Regions from separate parts of the Hordeum vulgare genome. Here region 1 is linked to region 2. The links are chromatin contacts, called in public Hi-C maps. All regions are on one chromosome and are shown on one strand. Each heading gives the region's core, a stretch centred on a gene start, on an enhancer-like site or on the middle of the called end of the contact. The rest is flanking DNA. Distances are from core to core; before and after follow the strand shown.

Region 1 (4,310 bases), core at 924-3,423, 160 kb before region 2:
TAGAAAAAACGCGTTTTTGGTTTTATCCTATCGCGAGAATACGGTTTTTTTGTCCGATTTTTTTTAGAAAAAAAGTTCGTCAAAACCTATTAATATGGGATTTATTTTCGAAGATCTCGGCGCTAGAAAATCAATGGTGAAAATGGTTCGAGTTTTGAACGCACGGGGAGATAAAACGTTTAAAAAACGAATGTACGAAAAAAAATGAAATCTCTTAGGTTGCAACAAGTAGCACGTATGCAGTGCACCACTTGTCACAAAGTGAGAAGATGAGAGTGGTCTTTGAAAGATGTACTCTTCAATTAGTTTTTTAGACAATCCGTGAAGCTTTATAAAGTCGTCATAGTGTTTACATGGACGAATGGAAGATTACCGGGGTGACCTAAGCAAACATGACGACCCCACTCCAGTTTCAACGCATGTTTCGCTAAATTATGAGCCTTGACATTTGAGCTCCTAAACTCATAGACGAAATTACAGCTAGGAAAACTAGAAGAAGAACGTATAGTCTCATGAATAATGGCACCATATTCCGTGCCGCTCTTTCTCTTTATATCTTCAACCACCACCTTGCAGTCGGACGCCATATAGATGTATTGTAAGTTCACGTCCTCTATAAGCGCCATAGATTCTCTTACTGCTAGAGCTTCCAATGTAGTCGGGTCTGAGATACCACAAAAGACAATGGTCGAGCCCCCCCAGAAAAGCTCCATCCCTGTCCTTGCAGACGATAACAACCGAGCCGACGCCCCTTCTCCCAACCACTGCCACATCTACATTAATCTTGACCGTGCCAAAAGGTGGCGGAATCCAGACGCTAGTCCTCGCGGTGCCGACACTGGCTGGAGATGTGTTAGGTTTCTTGATGATTTCTATCTCGTTGCGGTAAGACAGGATAAAAAAGATGCGTCAACATAGAGCTTGGAAAGATGTCTTCATAAATCGCCATTCGCCTCGCGAACCATATAGCCCAAAATGTGATCACCATACGAACGAAGAGGTGATGAGGTAGTTGTTTCATCAGTAAAAATATATAATCCCTTGCATTGTCCATATCATGTTGGCACATCTGCTCAACCAGCTCCTCATCTGCCAATGCCTAGACACTTCTCGCTATCGAACAATTTATCAAGGCACGCCTCCAGGAGTCCCTTTCACCGCAAAACCAACATGCATCCGAGGTGAACATGTTCCTATGGTGGAGCAGGTCGAAGGTGGGAACAGAGCTTTGCACAATCCTTCACGGAAACAGTTTAACCTTGGAAGGAACATCAACACCCCACATTTGTGTCCATTCATTGCTTTGCTGGCCATTGCGTGATGCACCCTCTCGCTCATCAATCCAGTTCTCCCCTTGTAATTTTTGTTTGCAAGATTATTCTCTATGCAAACTTCACCGAAAACATTCTGTGCTTCTCACCGTTCCACACCCAGAAGTCTTCAATATTTCTTATGCATAATGAAATGGAAAGAATCGACTCAGCATCAATTGGCAAGAATACCTGACATATGAGCTGTTCATTCCATGCTGCCTCCGATGTACTTATCAACTCGGACACAAAGCACGGTGGGTTAGAATTAGTGAAGATATAGGCCTCATCATCCCCTGTCCGTGGTAGCCAGTTGTGTCTCCAAATGCCCATAGTGTTTTCGTTTTCAACTCTGCGGATGATCCCTTGCCTCAAACATGTCTCGTCCATCAAGATCAGCTTACAAGCTCAGCTTTGAGAAGATCTGCATCAGGGAAGTATACTGATTAGTGAATTTGGGAAAAACAGATCGAAGAAGGAATGTCCGACCGCTGAGGCTTTGTTTGGTAGAAATGGATTGGGGAGGTTTGGGGAGGAGGGGATTTGATGAATCCCTTCCTTCCATCCAATCCTCTCAAATCCCTCGGGGTTTGTTTCCACCAGTCCCTCGAGGAGGGTCCTGAAACACATGGATAGAAAGAGTTTGACGGGAAATAGAGGGGATTCGGCTAAGCAAACCCCTCTTATCAAATAGATGCATGAGGTTCTATGAGGTTTGTGACCCTCGCGGGGATTTTCCTCTCAAAGTCGTGAATCCCCGAATGGCAAACGAGGCCTGATGGGCCTGGGCCGGCCCGAGGAAACGATCAGCGTTCCGGGACGATCCCTACGTTTATTTTCCTCTCCTCCCTCTCTCTCCGTGCCAAGCGGTCAGCGGCGTCCCTCTGCCTCCATAGCGACACGGCGACACGCTCTCCCCGGTCCGCCGCAAGTTGGACTCCACCGCCGCCGCACCGCCCACCTCTCTCCGACGCACTGCATCGGGTAGGCCTCGCCTTCCTCGGTTTCTCCGTCGGCCATCGCCCTCCCTCCCCGCTGCCCACCATCTCAGGCGGGTGGATGCGCGCGCCTCCACTGCCCCTGCCAAACCTAGGGTTAAGAGTAGCATGTTACTGCGTATATTGCCGTATTGACTCTGTTATTTCGTCCTCTCATTATATTTACCGAGCCAGTTTGCCTTAACGGCTAGGGTTGAGTATGCATCGGCTCCGCCCACTCCAAGCTCTCGCATTACTACTAAATTCAAAGTATTAATGCACAATTGGTTAAATTGGAGTGCCCTGCTTGGCATCAGTGGGAGTTGGCAGGGTGGCACCCAGCAAGTAGAAGCAAGTTATTTGGAACAAAAAAGGCCTGAAGAAAATGATTGGACTACATTGGCGGCAGTAGTATTACATTCTTAGTTAACAGACTGATGACCTAGAGCTAGGGAAGAGCAAGCCTCAGATCTGATTGAGCTGCTAGTTATTTCTCCCTTTTTTTTGTCTCTAATTGATGAGCGAGAGGGCAGAGCATCGTGTTTCTTTAGGATAGGACTACTCAAATTGTCGGCCCATTTACTTACTTATCGGATGAATTTCGAGTTTGGCGTACCCCCCAAACCCCAAGCCTCACATCAAGTCTGCCTCTGGATGACTGCTTCAGTTTGGGGATTCCTTCACCAACCTTGATGCTGATTTTGCTGCAGCACTAATTATGTCCTGTTTGCACCTTGCATTGTCATATCAGCCACACCTGAAACTGCATCTTGATCACATGTCCCAGGCTTGCCCACAGCTGCAACAAACATCCTCAAACACTTGCATATATTATCTCCTGCCAAATTATTCTGCTTTTTATGAGCTGAAACCACTGTACCAGGAGTGAATATTGGATCCATCTCCTATGCTCATTTTGAATGTGCTTTACTGTAAGAGCTCATAGAATGGTCATAGGAGGAGATGGATCCAATATTGGATATTGGATCCATCTTAAATAGTTTTTAGAAGTATCTGTCACATGTCCAGATTGTAAATGTTGTACAGTATAGCACATTCAATTACCATGTACTGAGATGTTAAGTTGTCTTATAGAAAAAGTACTTTCGGACAACAAAGTCAGACGATCGCTAAATAAGAATTTGCCGGCCATGACAAGTTAACACAATTTGTGTTTGGACGGTAGTTTGAGACAGTAAGAGCTCAACTACCAATTCATTTTTGGTTGAAATTACCAATTGTTAGACCCAGTTGAGTCATACCATTTCTCTTTGAAGGTTCTTTTTATTGTTTTTCCTATACTAATTATTGGTTTTGTCAAAAAAAAACTCTGTTCAAACTTTTACCCTTCTCGGTTTGAAAAATTGTACCTAATGTTGGATCTGAATATAAATAGGGCCAGCCGAGCTCTCAGACATGTCTGGACGTGAGGTTCGTGAGTACACTAACCTCAGCGACCCCAAAGGTTAGTGATTTCATCATTCTCCAGTCCCAGTGTGGACAAGTGATTCTTCTCCTTTTTGGTTTATTGGACATTTTCTTAAATCATCACCTTTGGGCTTATGCATATGCAGATAGAAAGTATGGGAAGGGAAAGGACAAGATCGATGATGAGGATGTCACCTTCCAGCGCATGGTAGCAAAGGTTAACCGGAATGCTCTTGCAAAAATAATTCTGATTAAATTGTGAATAAATTGAGTTATCATTACTTAGTAGCACTGTCCTGGTAGGTATCTTATTTTTAGGGAATTACTTTAGCTTCCAAAATCTAAGTTACATTATCGAATATCACATTTGAATATTGGATAGTTTTGATATTTGAATGAGGGTCATGGAAAGAAAAGAGATCTGTTTTTGAGTTTTGACACGGTATTGTGCTTGCTGCTTGGAATATGCACTATATTTGGACTGGTACAGATGTAGATAAGTACAGAAGGCCTTGATATGTTTGTACCAATGAGCTTAAATTCAGGGAATTTACTTTGGATTGTGAGAAATCGTTCAATGGGTCAGGAAAAAGAT
Region 2 (4,253 bases), core at 821-3,320:
AGAGCCTTAATCTGGCGCCTTAGACCAACTCGGCCATCCGATCATCTGTGTTTCGATTCCATTTCGAGTTTATATATCCTGCGACACTTCTTCATACGGGAGTGTTTGGGCACTCTTGGATCAACATGATCCGTCGTCTCGTCTGGGTGCAACCAATGAAAAAGGGCGTGCCATTTGGTCCCTCGTCTCGTCCCTATAGGTCCTTGAGATGACCCTGGAGTTGGCTAACCGAATTAACTGCTCTCGCCCACCTCTGATTCGGTCCCAGAGAGAGATGTCCATGAAGCAGACTGCTTTCGCTTTCTTTCTAATCACTGTTGGTGGCGTCAGTGGTTCTTGGTTGGTGGTCTAACTTGGTCATTGTTCTTCCCCGTCATCTGCTACAGCCAACAAACTTCACCGATCGCTCTGTCCACAAGCCTAACCAAGCTAGGTTTTGATGCCAAGCTGAGGATGGCTACGATCATGCAACGGCAGCAGCAGAGTGCGAGGATCGTCCCGTCACCTTCCAGGTTACTTAGGTTAGGTCACACAAAGCGCAGCCACTCAAACCAAACCGTGCTGGGCGACGTCAACAGCCGATTCCCCGTCCATCAATTCGGTTATTAAGCAACCAACCTGAACTCGCTGACGAAGCAGAGAGAACTAAACAACATGCCACACGTCCACGTTGCTGTTAAACTCTATGTATGTCTTTCACACACACACACAAAAAAAAAACTCTATGTATGTCGGCCAGCAGAGACAGTTACAGGTGTGCATACTAGCATGTCGCCCTCGGCGTAATTCTTGATCCACTGTATCTCATCTCATGAGCCACGTTACCTCAGTTGGATGCGACGAGAAGCCGTCCGTCTGAAGACGAAAACAGCCCACGAAAACGACGAGGTTATGGGCGCAGCGTAATGTAACGTACTAATTGGACGGGTTTGGCCACCTGGTCAGCATGGCAAATTATTCGCCTAACCGGATAGCACTGGACGCTAGACACTTGGGCAGAAGAGGCGAGGATACGTTCCCCAGAAAAAAAGGCGAAGATAAAAAAAAATGCTGAAAAGGAAGAAAAGCGATGTTCAGGAAGGATACTGGTTAATTATGCTTCATCATGACACGGACGCATGGTGCAATCACGGTGAGAACAACGTGCACCCACTTTTAAGGAAAAAGTCAGAGCAAACAAATGGTTTCATGTGGAATTCTTACTTACAAAAAACTCACTACTAAATTTGGCTGCATCGAAATTTAGTGCCTGTTTCCGAAGCATCTTTGGATCCCTTTGGGCCTCTTTTCAAGGAGAACAGCATGGAACTGGGAGTTTACTGTGGCCATGCTGAAACCGTCTAAAGAAAATGAAGGAGTGCAGAGCACTCTGCACACGCATGCGAGCGCCTGTATCTGGTGTGGTTGATTGCCAATCAGCAAAAGCGACCGCGCACGGACGGCAACGTTCCGGCATGGGAGCCACGACGCACAACCACCACAAAAGAAGTGACCGCAACATCTTCCACTCACCTCCTCAACGTGTCATTGCGCATACATAAACTTTTTTCCCCGCAAGGACACGCACGCATCAGCTCAAGTGGCAGTCTTCCTGATACAGCACTAGTATAAAACTTCTGAACGAAACTTGGCCCCAAATCTTCTTTTGTAACTGTGCGTTTTTGGTATGCGGATACAAGAGTTCCTTCTTGTTTTCAGCATTTCACTTACTCGAAACAATATATACGTGCACAACAAATCTCATCTCACTGGAAAGAAGGCAAAAGCTGTACAAAGACGTTGCAAACATCTTTTCCTTTTTTTGACCAACGATATGGATGGCCCGCCTCACTCTTTTTTTCTCCAATCACCTGTTGTCATGTCATCATGTAAACAAAATCAGTCCGTAATTGACTGTATATGTAGCATTGCTGATATTTTCGTTCACTCGTTGTATCAAGCCGATACAACCGGCCTGCGCAAAAATCTTGCCTCGGCCCCAAGCCCCCAAAATGAGCGCTACAGAAGATGACACGACCAGTGAGAGAATAATTAGTTTTTGCCATTTCCGAGGGGTTTCTCAGCGTGCGATGTGCACTTCTTTAAAGCCCTTCCCCTCCTCCCTGATTCCAGCTTGCTGACAAATACACAATCCACTGGGGAAAAAAAGGACATGTCAGCACCGAGAAAAAAGAAAAAGAATATACCAAATAAACAAAAGCAGGGGGCGCAAAAGAGACCTTTTTCGGAGCATAAGTTATTGGGCGTTGCAGCGAGCCTGCAGAGTGCAGACGAGCTACTGCTGCCATGACCAACGCAGCAGCCACGACCACGACCACGGCCACGGCCACGGCCACGGCCAAGATGAGGGGGAGAGGAGCTGCGGCCATTGGAGCGCTGCTGCTCTTCTTGGCCACTGCCTCCATGGGGGCTCACGCCAACACCGACTCCAACGATGGTAAGCCAGTGAGATTATTACTTCATATAGCCATTTTTATTTGTTCTTTTTGTTTGATTTTATACTTCGGAAAACCAAGAAACAATGCATTTCTTAGCTTGGCTGAGTAGCAACGGATGGGGAAAATCTGTGTTCTTGGTTCCTTCCCCCCCTTGCTTTGGTGGTTCACTTCAGCTGTAGACAGGCCGCTTTTGATGCCCATTCCTGGATTCCTGAAATGTTAGGTTTAGATGAGAGCAGGAAACAGTTGCGCTGCTGATGATTCATGGAACCCAACAGTCTCATTCGACCCTTCCTTGCTTTTATAATTTTGGTCAATTTGGAGCTCTACTTTGTTCATCGGCATCCCATAAACATTTTCCTTGGTAGGTGTGTCATTTAACCAAGCCGGGAAAAGATGTTTCTGTAGCTCTTCGTCCCTTCCTGCTGCTGCTCTTTGGTCCTTTCGTGGTGGGGATTCTAGGGCTATTGAAGTTTGGGATGATCAGATAGCAGAGTTTTCAGAAGTTCTATTTTTCCTAAGGTTATAGTAATATTTTCCTAGCAGTGATGCTAAATTTGTGACAAGTTCTCGATTTATCCCCCCTCACCCTTTCTTCGTTGTTCTTGATGTACTCATGACGCATTTGATGGGAACTGCTTGGTTTTATGCACCCAGATGTCAGACTTCAGCAGGGAGTCTGTGAAAAATTCAGATCATTTCTTCTTTTATGCCTGGTTTTGTGCGAGGTTGCAGACAGCTGCTCGTCCGAAAAATATATTTGTGTGATTGCCAAGAAAACCCAGTCCTTGATTCTATTAATATTTCATTTGGTTCCATAATCAAATTAACTTTGATGGGCATTTGGTCACAGAATAACGGGGATACCTTATTAGAGACAACTAGTTATTTGCAAAGTCAACTTCGAAATTGTCGATGGTCATGTAACTCTGTCTTTAATTTTTTCTAACCATCGGATCTGAAAAATTATTTACAGATATTATTTTTTATAAAAAGAAAGAATGGTAAAGTAACTGGTTCCATCAAAATTTTGTATTGGTCCCACGGTTACGTGTAATTTCCCGTAATTTCATTTTCGTCATTCCTCGTAACTCCTATTTTTTCACCATCGGATTAGTGTGGATGGACGGCATGTAAACTCCCCAATCACCGTAACACTTGTAATATAGAATTATTGTTGTTTACAAAATCTTTAATGACCAATTCCAACACGCTGGAATGAACTGAATCATACAGTACATAACATCATTATCCTCCACACTGTTACAAACATTAGCAAGACACGTCTGGTATTATTTTGTAACCGTACTATATAAAATTAATAATTGTTTACAAAATCTTTAATGGCCAATTCCAACACTCAGGAATGAATTGAATCATACATAACATCACTACCCTTCACACTGTTACAACATTAGCGATGGAATGAGTAACCACATTTGCAATCCCATTAGACGAGTTAAGTATTTGCTACTCCCTCCGTCTTGGTATATAGGGTTTGCACGTAGTTTTAGGTCATCGATTTGACTAACTAAATATGAGTTATATGTCACCAAAAGTATATCATTGGATTCTTAAGCGGATGTACTTTCTAAACATATATTTTTCATCAAATATAATACATATTTACCTAGTTAAATTATCAACCTAGAACGACACACATGTCTTATAAACCAAGACAGAGGAAGTACATATGAACTAAACAATAATTTCGTTTTGCATTTTTTGTGTTGAAAAATATTTTCATTGGGAAGACAAGTAAGAACAAAACACAATTACAGTCATTTACCTGAAATGTCGATCAACCTGTATTAC

What was found. A called contact is a pair of places that touch in the nucleus more often than the background predicts.
Region 1: a contact with region 2 is called in a Hi-C map of leaf, with 3 times the contacts expected there. The contact joins the promoter of LOC123425286 here to the promoter of LOC123425284 in region 2. A contact is called at or near these places in 5 of 6 Hi-C or Micro-C datasets (leaf, seedling and an unstated tissue) and 1 of 1 datasets of contacts at active chromatin or transcription factors (embryo).

What each region holds. Positions count from the first base shown.
Region 1 is chr2H:96,256,796-96,261,105 of MorexV3_pseudomolecules_assembly, reverse strand. It overlaps LOC123425286, which reads left to right and starts at 2,173. Exons shown (of 7, transcript XM_045108967.1): 1 at 2,173-2,294; 2 at 3,684-3,752; 3 at 3,862-3,932. The coding sequence starts at 3,704.
Region 2 is chr2H:96,097,451-96,101,703 of MorexV3_pseudomolecules_assembly, reverse strand. It overlaps LOC123425284 (protein STRUBBELIG-RECEPTOR FAMILY 7-like), which reads left to right and starts at 2,070. Exons shown (of 17, transcript XM_045108965.1): 1 at 2,070-2,437. The coding sequence starts at 2,287. TRNAL-AAG (a tRNA gene) reads right to left here and starts at 43; the gene lies at 1-43.